Linked DNA regions of Zea mays: region 2 is linked to region 1. A link is a contact called in public Hi-C data. All regions are on one chromosome and are shown on one strand. Each heading gives the region's core, a stretch centred on a gene start, on an enhancer-like site or on the middle of the called end of the contact. The rest is flanking DNA. Distances are from core to core; before and after follow the strand shown.

Region 1 (3,690 bases), core at 651-3,150:
CTCGGTGCTATCAATCTGCGAACTGGTGCCATGGAGTTGAAGAAATTTCATCGCTCACGCGCTTTTCCTTCGCCTGCCTCTCACCGGCAATCTGCAACGCCTAAGCCGCCCCTGGCTGGTTGCAGACGCTGCTGGCCTGGCTACTGGTTGGTTGTGATTAGGGTGGGGCTGGGTGCAAGTTTTTCAACCCATCACGTGTTTTTCGACCCTTCGCCTTTTTTGAGGAAGATATTATTGACAACTATAGGAGGAATGCAAAACCTTTGCTATCTACTCATTTTGGTGAGTTGGAATAAGAATTTACTGATTTAGGGATTATTCTTCTAGGAGAAATTTGGGACTCCAAACATTACACTTCAAACTCTTGCGATTTGTAAGGTTGACTCAAAACATGTGACACTTGATTTCAATGACATTTTCTGTATTTCTCCTCTTTTATCTAATCTCTCCTTGTATTTAGCACCTGAAATGATATTTTTGTGATAGTGATATGTGAAGGCTTTATTTTGTAAACTCGTGATTTATTTGATATCAGATGGAACTTGTTTAGATCAAAATTATGATTTTACGGGATGAACTTGTTTAATCTAAATTCATGAATTTGCGAGATGAATTCATTTGTGCTTCTTATTGTGTGGTATGCCCAGAATTTTTATCTATTATGTGTTACTGGATATTGCCCAGAATTTTTGCGGCAGCCAGAAAGCCTGCCTGCCCAGGCGGCAAACAGGAAGCCCAAGTGCCCAGTACATATATAAGTATGCAGGTGCAAAAGGACAGAAGAGCAAAAGTGTCCTTTCAGGTGCTAATACAAGGAGAGAGATTAGAAAAGAAAGAAAATACAGACAATGACATTGAAATCAAGTGTCACATGTTATGAGTCCTTTTTTGTGAAGTCAGCGTTATGGCAAAAGTACAAAGCACGATGTTTGAAGTCCCAAATATCCAAATTTCTCCTTCTAGCTCTTGGAAATGCTGAGTGAAGAAATCATAAGAAGATTACAAGGCTAATAACTGTAGCTTCTCTGTCTGAAAGGCTGACCAAAACTTAGCAACCAACCTTTTTCCTTCTGTAAGTATCAATATTCAGTTTCAATTTGATAATGTGATGTCTGTTATTCAGTCATCGAGTATACGTAGGGGTGGTAATGGATCATGATCCAAATGTTTCTTCACAAATTGCTAGGGCTCTAAATTATTTTTAGTTCAAAAATGAATAGAATTAGGGCCTGATCCTAACCCGATACGATCCTTACATTTTATAGTGTAAAATTTAGAGTCCATTGTCACCCCTAAGTATACGAGAATGCCACCGGTGTTTTTGATACAATAAGAAACTTTAGTGGTTGAAATCCACATTACAATCTAGATAAGTTTTCTAGCTAATATATCAGTCATGTATAAAACAACTACAACAAGCCAGGTTACCTCGATGAAGTAACCGGTGCCGACATCGACGAGGACCTTCTCCGCGTCGTCCAGTGAACCGGGAACGTAGAGGGACGCCGTAAGCGGCACGAGCATCTTCTTCCCTGCACACCCACCATCGACGCGAAGGGTTAGCCATCAATCGGCCGCCGGAAAGGAAGAGGAAACGAAACGAGCGACGCGGGTACGAAGTTACGTGCCTTGGGGGCGGAGGGATAGGTCCTGGAGCGCGGCGGAGGCGTTCTCGAGTCGGGTGGCGGCGGTGCGGATCTTGGTGAGGCTGTCCTGGAGGAGGTTGACCTCCAGATCCGTCTGCTCCTTGAGCCCCTTGAGCTGCTCCACGCTCAGCTTGTCCAGCTCGATCCGTGCAGGGCTCGCCATGGATATCGCCTTTGCTAGCTACGGCGCCAAGGCAGGAGTGGCGGCGGGTGTAAACGCGGAGGGAGGACGGAGGAGTAACGAGAGAGACGCGGGCGGTGGGTTGTACACTATAGTAAAAAATCTGAAAAATACATATATATCCTACACAAAGACGTAAATCACAATTGCCCCTATAGCTCAGTGGTAGAGCGTCAGTCTTGTAAACTGAAGGTCTGTAGTTCGATCCTGCATGGGGGCATATTTTATTTTTTGGTTTTCTAGTCTTCATTTCTGATTATAATTTTAAATTCCAGAATCGCAACTTCCTAGTCATTTCGGACCTGTTTGGATCCAGTTTTCAAAATCCAAATCGATCTTTTTTTCCCAAGACACACAATATTATTCCTAAGTAATGAAGGGAACGCGAACTCGTGAAGAATGATATCATGTGAAAGATCCAATCGCGAACTAAAAAAACGCTTTGCCAAGATTATTCACAAGAACTAAAAACGATTTTGTCAGGATTTTTTTCTCTAGACTCATACCGAGTAGCACTACATTTTCTATCATACTTTTTCTTAAGAATCATACGAGTATATTATGCTTGATTAAATAATAATGATTGTAACAAATATTTTTTTATAGAAAAACTGTAACCGACGCATCAATGCACATATTTCAATGGCGAGCCAACAGTTGACTCAGATAAAATCAAACATCATCCGTTTTATTTAATAAAAAACAGTGTTCTATCAACACGTACATAGGAATATAATTAATCACGATGTCATATACTAACTCAGTGTAGGCATATAGTACAATTTCATCGATCATGAAATCATGATCGTTAGCCATAAAGATCACCTGGTCCTAGATCTTCAAAGCACTCTCTCTCTAAGGGTTCGTTCGGTTGTACCGGAATAAGTCAGGATTCATTACAGCTTATCAAAATATATATAAATTAGAGAAGTAATCCGGGTAGGAATTAATCCGGGCCTCCAATCCCAAACAACCGAACAGAGCCTAATTTTTTTTCTTACTCCATACAAACTTCAAGGGATCAAGGGAGGATTATTGCTAACGGTGCCATTTGTTGTGGCTTGATTGTTACCAGTTGCATCATCTTGAGATGGTGAAGGCTAGTTCGCTTCAGTGTTCTCTTATGTGAGCTCCAGCGGCTGCTGCGTTGCTTGCACCCCATCATCCTTTTTATCTACACTTTTTTGGAAAAGGAAGATATATTAACTTCAAAGCTTGAGTTACATCTTTCGGTCTGTTTTCCAATGGAACACACCGCCCAACATTACTAATCGGCCGAGTACACTTTAGTGACTATCAATTCTTAGACTAGATCACCACCCATGAACCTAAGAAAAACACTTCATAGCCACGAGCAACAAAAGACGCGATGGCTTCACCGCAACCTCCTACGAATCTAGTCGTTTCATAGGTGCCCACGAACGAACCAGTGAACGACTCCAAAGATACCCTGCACAGAAAAGCAACAAACTTTTTTCTAAAAAAACATTATTTCTACTTAGCCACAAAGCCCAACATAGGTGGTGGGATCCCCTGAGTTTCGCACCATTTCCGAAAGGACTAGGGGAAACCATGGTACTAAGTCGTTCCACAACTACGATGGCGATGGACATGTGCGCTTGGCTAAACGAATGGTATGTCATAGTATGTTCTAACTTCGAAATACATAAAAATATGTCATTCTAACTTGTATGTACATGAAGTCAAAATCGGTCGTACACCCACAAATGTGGAGGTGTATATGCAAGGGCATAGGGGGTTTGATCCTCATAATCCTGATGTTTTATGCACTCAGGCAGCCACCGACTGTCTAGTGGGTTTAGGGTACTCTAGAATGTGTTTGTGCATCAACTTGTTGATGCA
Region 2 (3,849 bases), core at 77-2,576, 140 kb before region 1:
AGTATTAAGATATTTATTTAAATATAATTATTTTTTATTTCTAAACGCTAAGATACGTGTGATCTGATGGTTAGCCACAAATTTCTAGAGCTGTAGTGTGGATTCGAGTGCTCGCTCTACATTTTTTGCACGGTGTGGTAGCTGCGTGGATAGAATCGGGGGCTAAACAGACGCAGTAGCTTGCTGCGTGGGCGCTAGGGTCCACAAAGTTATGGTAGCATCAGATACTCACATTAGATTTTTAACAGAGTAGTATAGATAAATAATTATTAAGATATTTATTTAAATATAATTATTATTTATTTATAAAAACTAAGTTATATGTGTTCTTGTAGTTACCCGAAATATTTAGAGCAAATATAGATATAGTTAATAAGCACGACAAAGTCAACGATACCCATCGAGCAAGCAGCGGTGAGTAGTCGCGGTGAGGACAGAGAACCGACCGCGCCCATGACACGATCAATCGACCTCCACTCCACCACCGATCGGATCGGACGTACCTTGGCCGGCGCAGGCAGTAGGGCGCTCTCCCCGGAGACGACCGACGCGAGCGCCTTCTTGAGCTGCAGCGACGTCGTCGTCGTCAGCAGCAGCAGCAGCCGGCGTCGCCCTCCCTTCCTCCTCCGCTTCTTCCCCTCCTTGCTGCTGTCGTCCCCGTCGCCGCCCGCGTCCCCCTTGTCGCTTCTCCGTGACCACGGCCACGCCAGCCATGACAGCTTGAGCCTGCGCCGCCCGTCCTTCCTCCTCCGCTTCTTCATCCCCTCCTTGCTGCTGTCATCGCCGCCGCCGCCCGCATCCCCCTTGCCGCTCTTCGGAGACCACGGCCACACCAGCCATGACAGCTTGAGCCTGCGACGCCACCGCCTCCTCTTCGCTCCCGTGCCGCCGGGTTTCCTGGGACCCCGGGACCCGGACGCGCCCGGCCAGAGGCATAACGGCAGGCAGGAGCAGGAGCAGGAGCACCAGCACTGCTGCCTCTCGAGATCGGCAGCGGCGGCGCCATCCTCGTTCTCGTTAAGCACAGCAGGCATGGTCCTCGCCACGCTAGCCAGCTAGAGCCGCAACGACGACGACGGCCGGCGCCCAGGAGACTGGAGACATGACATGTCACCGCGCCGGAAGCAATCAGAGGCTTGGAAGCTTCTTAACTGTGTTCTTGTGATCGTATCTGGCGGCTTGAATTGACCGGATAAAGAACTTCAGCTAGGCTAGCTAGCTATGTGCGTCACCTGCTCGATCGAGTTTAGAAGAGGCCGCTGGCCACAGTTTTCTACAGGCGCACGCGAACGCGGTGTTGCTTGTGGGGATCATGACTGCAACTCAGGGCCTTGGCACGTAGAGGTAGACCAGCTCGATCGCGAAAGCTAAGGCGAGGAGGAATTTTTTAAAAAAAAAACAGGTCACGGTCGGGCCTATTAGAAAACGTGGCAGAGACCGCTTTGTAGTGACCGCGCAAGAGGCAGACAAACACTGGCGCCAGCGAGGACAGGGGGGCTGCGCGCAAGTTTGCAACCAAAATGCTTAAAAACGGACCGGGATTAAGAGCATCTTCAAGAGCTTATGTATAATTATAGCTAAATATATAATGTTATAGAAGACCATCTGAAATAGATAGCGAAATAAAAGGTAGAGTAACTATTTGAAATAGATAGCTAAATAAAAAGTAAAGTAACCAATAGGTATTTTGTTTCCTTGCCTCACATGCAACCGCTGTTCCATAGTTGTTGGGCCGTACGAAACGTGCATGCAGGAGGGATGGAGGGTGATGCAACTTTTGAGTTTGTATGTCCTCCTCAAATATAATCAGTAAGGGCTTGTTCGGTTATTTTCAATCCATATGGATTGAAGGGGATTGATACGGATTGGAGGGGATTTTGACTTACTAGAGATTGAAACCCTCTCAATCCCCCTCAATTCATATGGATTGGGGTAGAACCAAACATGGCCTAAGGGGGAGAAAATACCAAGCAAGATACAGAAGAAAGATAAATAGTGAATCTGTTGGATGCGTTTTAAACTAGATTTTTCTCTTTGTTTTTACCGAATCTAAACATTTTACCTAGGTTGTTGGAGTTGCTCAATTGGAATTGGCGACTCTGAGGAACGACTATATCTTCTCGGAAACTTATGTTGTTCATTAGTAGAGAGAAGTAGGCGTTCTACTATCCGCGATTACGTGCTATTCCTTTGCCCTCGTAGGAGGACAAGTGTGCTAAAATGCTGCACAACTTTTTGCTTAGGTAAACCCAAGTTGCTCGTAGCTTTCTCTCCCCCCACGAACCGTCGTCGCACCTGTGTCAGGGATGGAGGGAGCCTGAGGTCGCCTAGTACTAAGGAACATAGAATTTTTTTTCATCTTGTTTAGATAAGGATGTTCCCCTAATTTATATGTGAGCTTGCTCAAGATAACCACCTTTACTATTCATGTGGAACTAATTTTCCATCATCTCACCACGTAGGAGTGGGTCTTTGAGATTAATTCTAAATTTTATTGGAAGATAAATATGACTTTAGCCCATGCACTCCAACAATCCTCCACTGGGTCTCAAAGACAACAACCTAATCAACTCTTGAAATATCCTCAAACACTATTTGATATACCATTTTTATGATGAAAATTTTTAAGTTGAGCATCCATCTAAACTCAAAAGTTACACCAACTCACAACTATTCAATGGACTATGCCTTGAATTTGTAGTCTTGTGTGAACTGGTCTCACTTAAGTGTAGGAACAATACATGATGCCTAAAAGGCTACTTCCTCATGTAGAAATTTTTAAGTCATACTCCTATCTCTTTCATGAGATTCTTAAATCATTTACATAACTCACCACGACCAATGGTAAGCTCATATAGGTGTATTCGTACAAGAATATCCTATATGACAGGATCTCGCTCTTAATCATGTGAACACTTTAAGACAAAAAACATCATTCCTTACAAACTAGAGAGTAATACATCTTCACTAGAGTGGGTAATATAATGTATACTCACCTAGTTACACTTATAACTTGTTTTCCTAAATCCTAATTCATGGGATCTTTGACCATGAAGATTTGGTTGCCACCATGTGCAACTTATGTGGGCCTCAAATCCATCTTCTTTGATGCATTATCTATCTCATTCCTTGATAGACCTTTCATGAATGAATATGCCACATTCTTAGATGTATTCACATAATCGATAGATATTACTCAAGAGTTTTTTTTCTCAATTTTCTGATAGACTTTGATTGTCTTCTCACATGTCTTAAGAACCTCAAATTATCCTTTGAACTTGCCACTTTCATGATAATTGTTTGGTTATAGCGGTTTATAAGGGTAGTTGGAATAAGTTTTTCCACAGTTGATAAATCTAACAAAAGCTTTCTGAGCCATTCGAACTCAATAGTAGATGTAGCTAATATAACAAGTTCTATTTACATGCTTGACTTCATCAATGTGATATGTGTGTACGACCTCCATGAAACAATAGCTACTCTATGAGTAAATACATATCCACCCCTTGCCTTTATCTCATCAGCATCAAATATTCAGTTAGAATCACTATATCCCTTAAGTACCTTAGAATATCTAGTATAGTAAAGTTCGTAAATTATTGTACCACTTAAGTAGTGCATAACTTTCTCAAGTGCGCCAATGATCAATTTCCGCATAAGTAGTAAACTAGTTCAATTTGCTGACAACAAAGGAGATATCAAGTCAAGTAACACCAGCTAAGTACATGAGCGAACCAATTATCTAAGAATACCTTAGCTAGTCTCTTCCTAGTCCCTTATTCTTTCAAAGAACTAAACTAGGATCATAAGGATTTGGAGAAGGTTTGTTTTCCTTATAGAAAAATAGCT

The links. Hi-C and Micro-C count contacts between places; a contact is called where the count stands out from the background.
Region 2: a Hi-C map of leaf shows a contact between it and region 1, with 3 times the contacts expected there. The contact joins the promoter of LOC103643439 here to the promoter of LOC100284633 in region 1. A contact is called at or near these places in 2 of 25 Hi-C or Micro-C datasets (ear and leaf).

The regions. Positions count from the first base shown.
Region 1 is chr1:235,227,413-235,231,102 of Zm-B73-REFERENCE-NAM-5.0, reverse strand. It overlaps LOC100284633, which reads right to left and starts at 1,900. Exons shown (of 4, transcript NM_001157528.2): 1 at 1,629-1,900; 2 at 1,429-1,532. The coding sequence starts at 1,809. It overlaps TRNAT-UGU (transfer RNA threonine (anticodon UGU)), which reads left to right and starts at 1,976; the gene lies at 1,976-2,047.
Region 2 is chr1:235,363,072-235,366,920 of Zm-B73-REFERENCE-NAM-5.0, reverse strand. LOC103643439 reads right to left here and starts at 1,326. Exons shown (of 2, transcript XM_008666621.3): 1 at 504-1,326. The coding sequence starts at 1,034.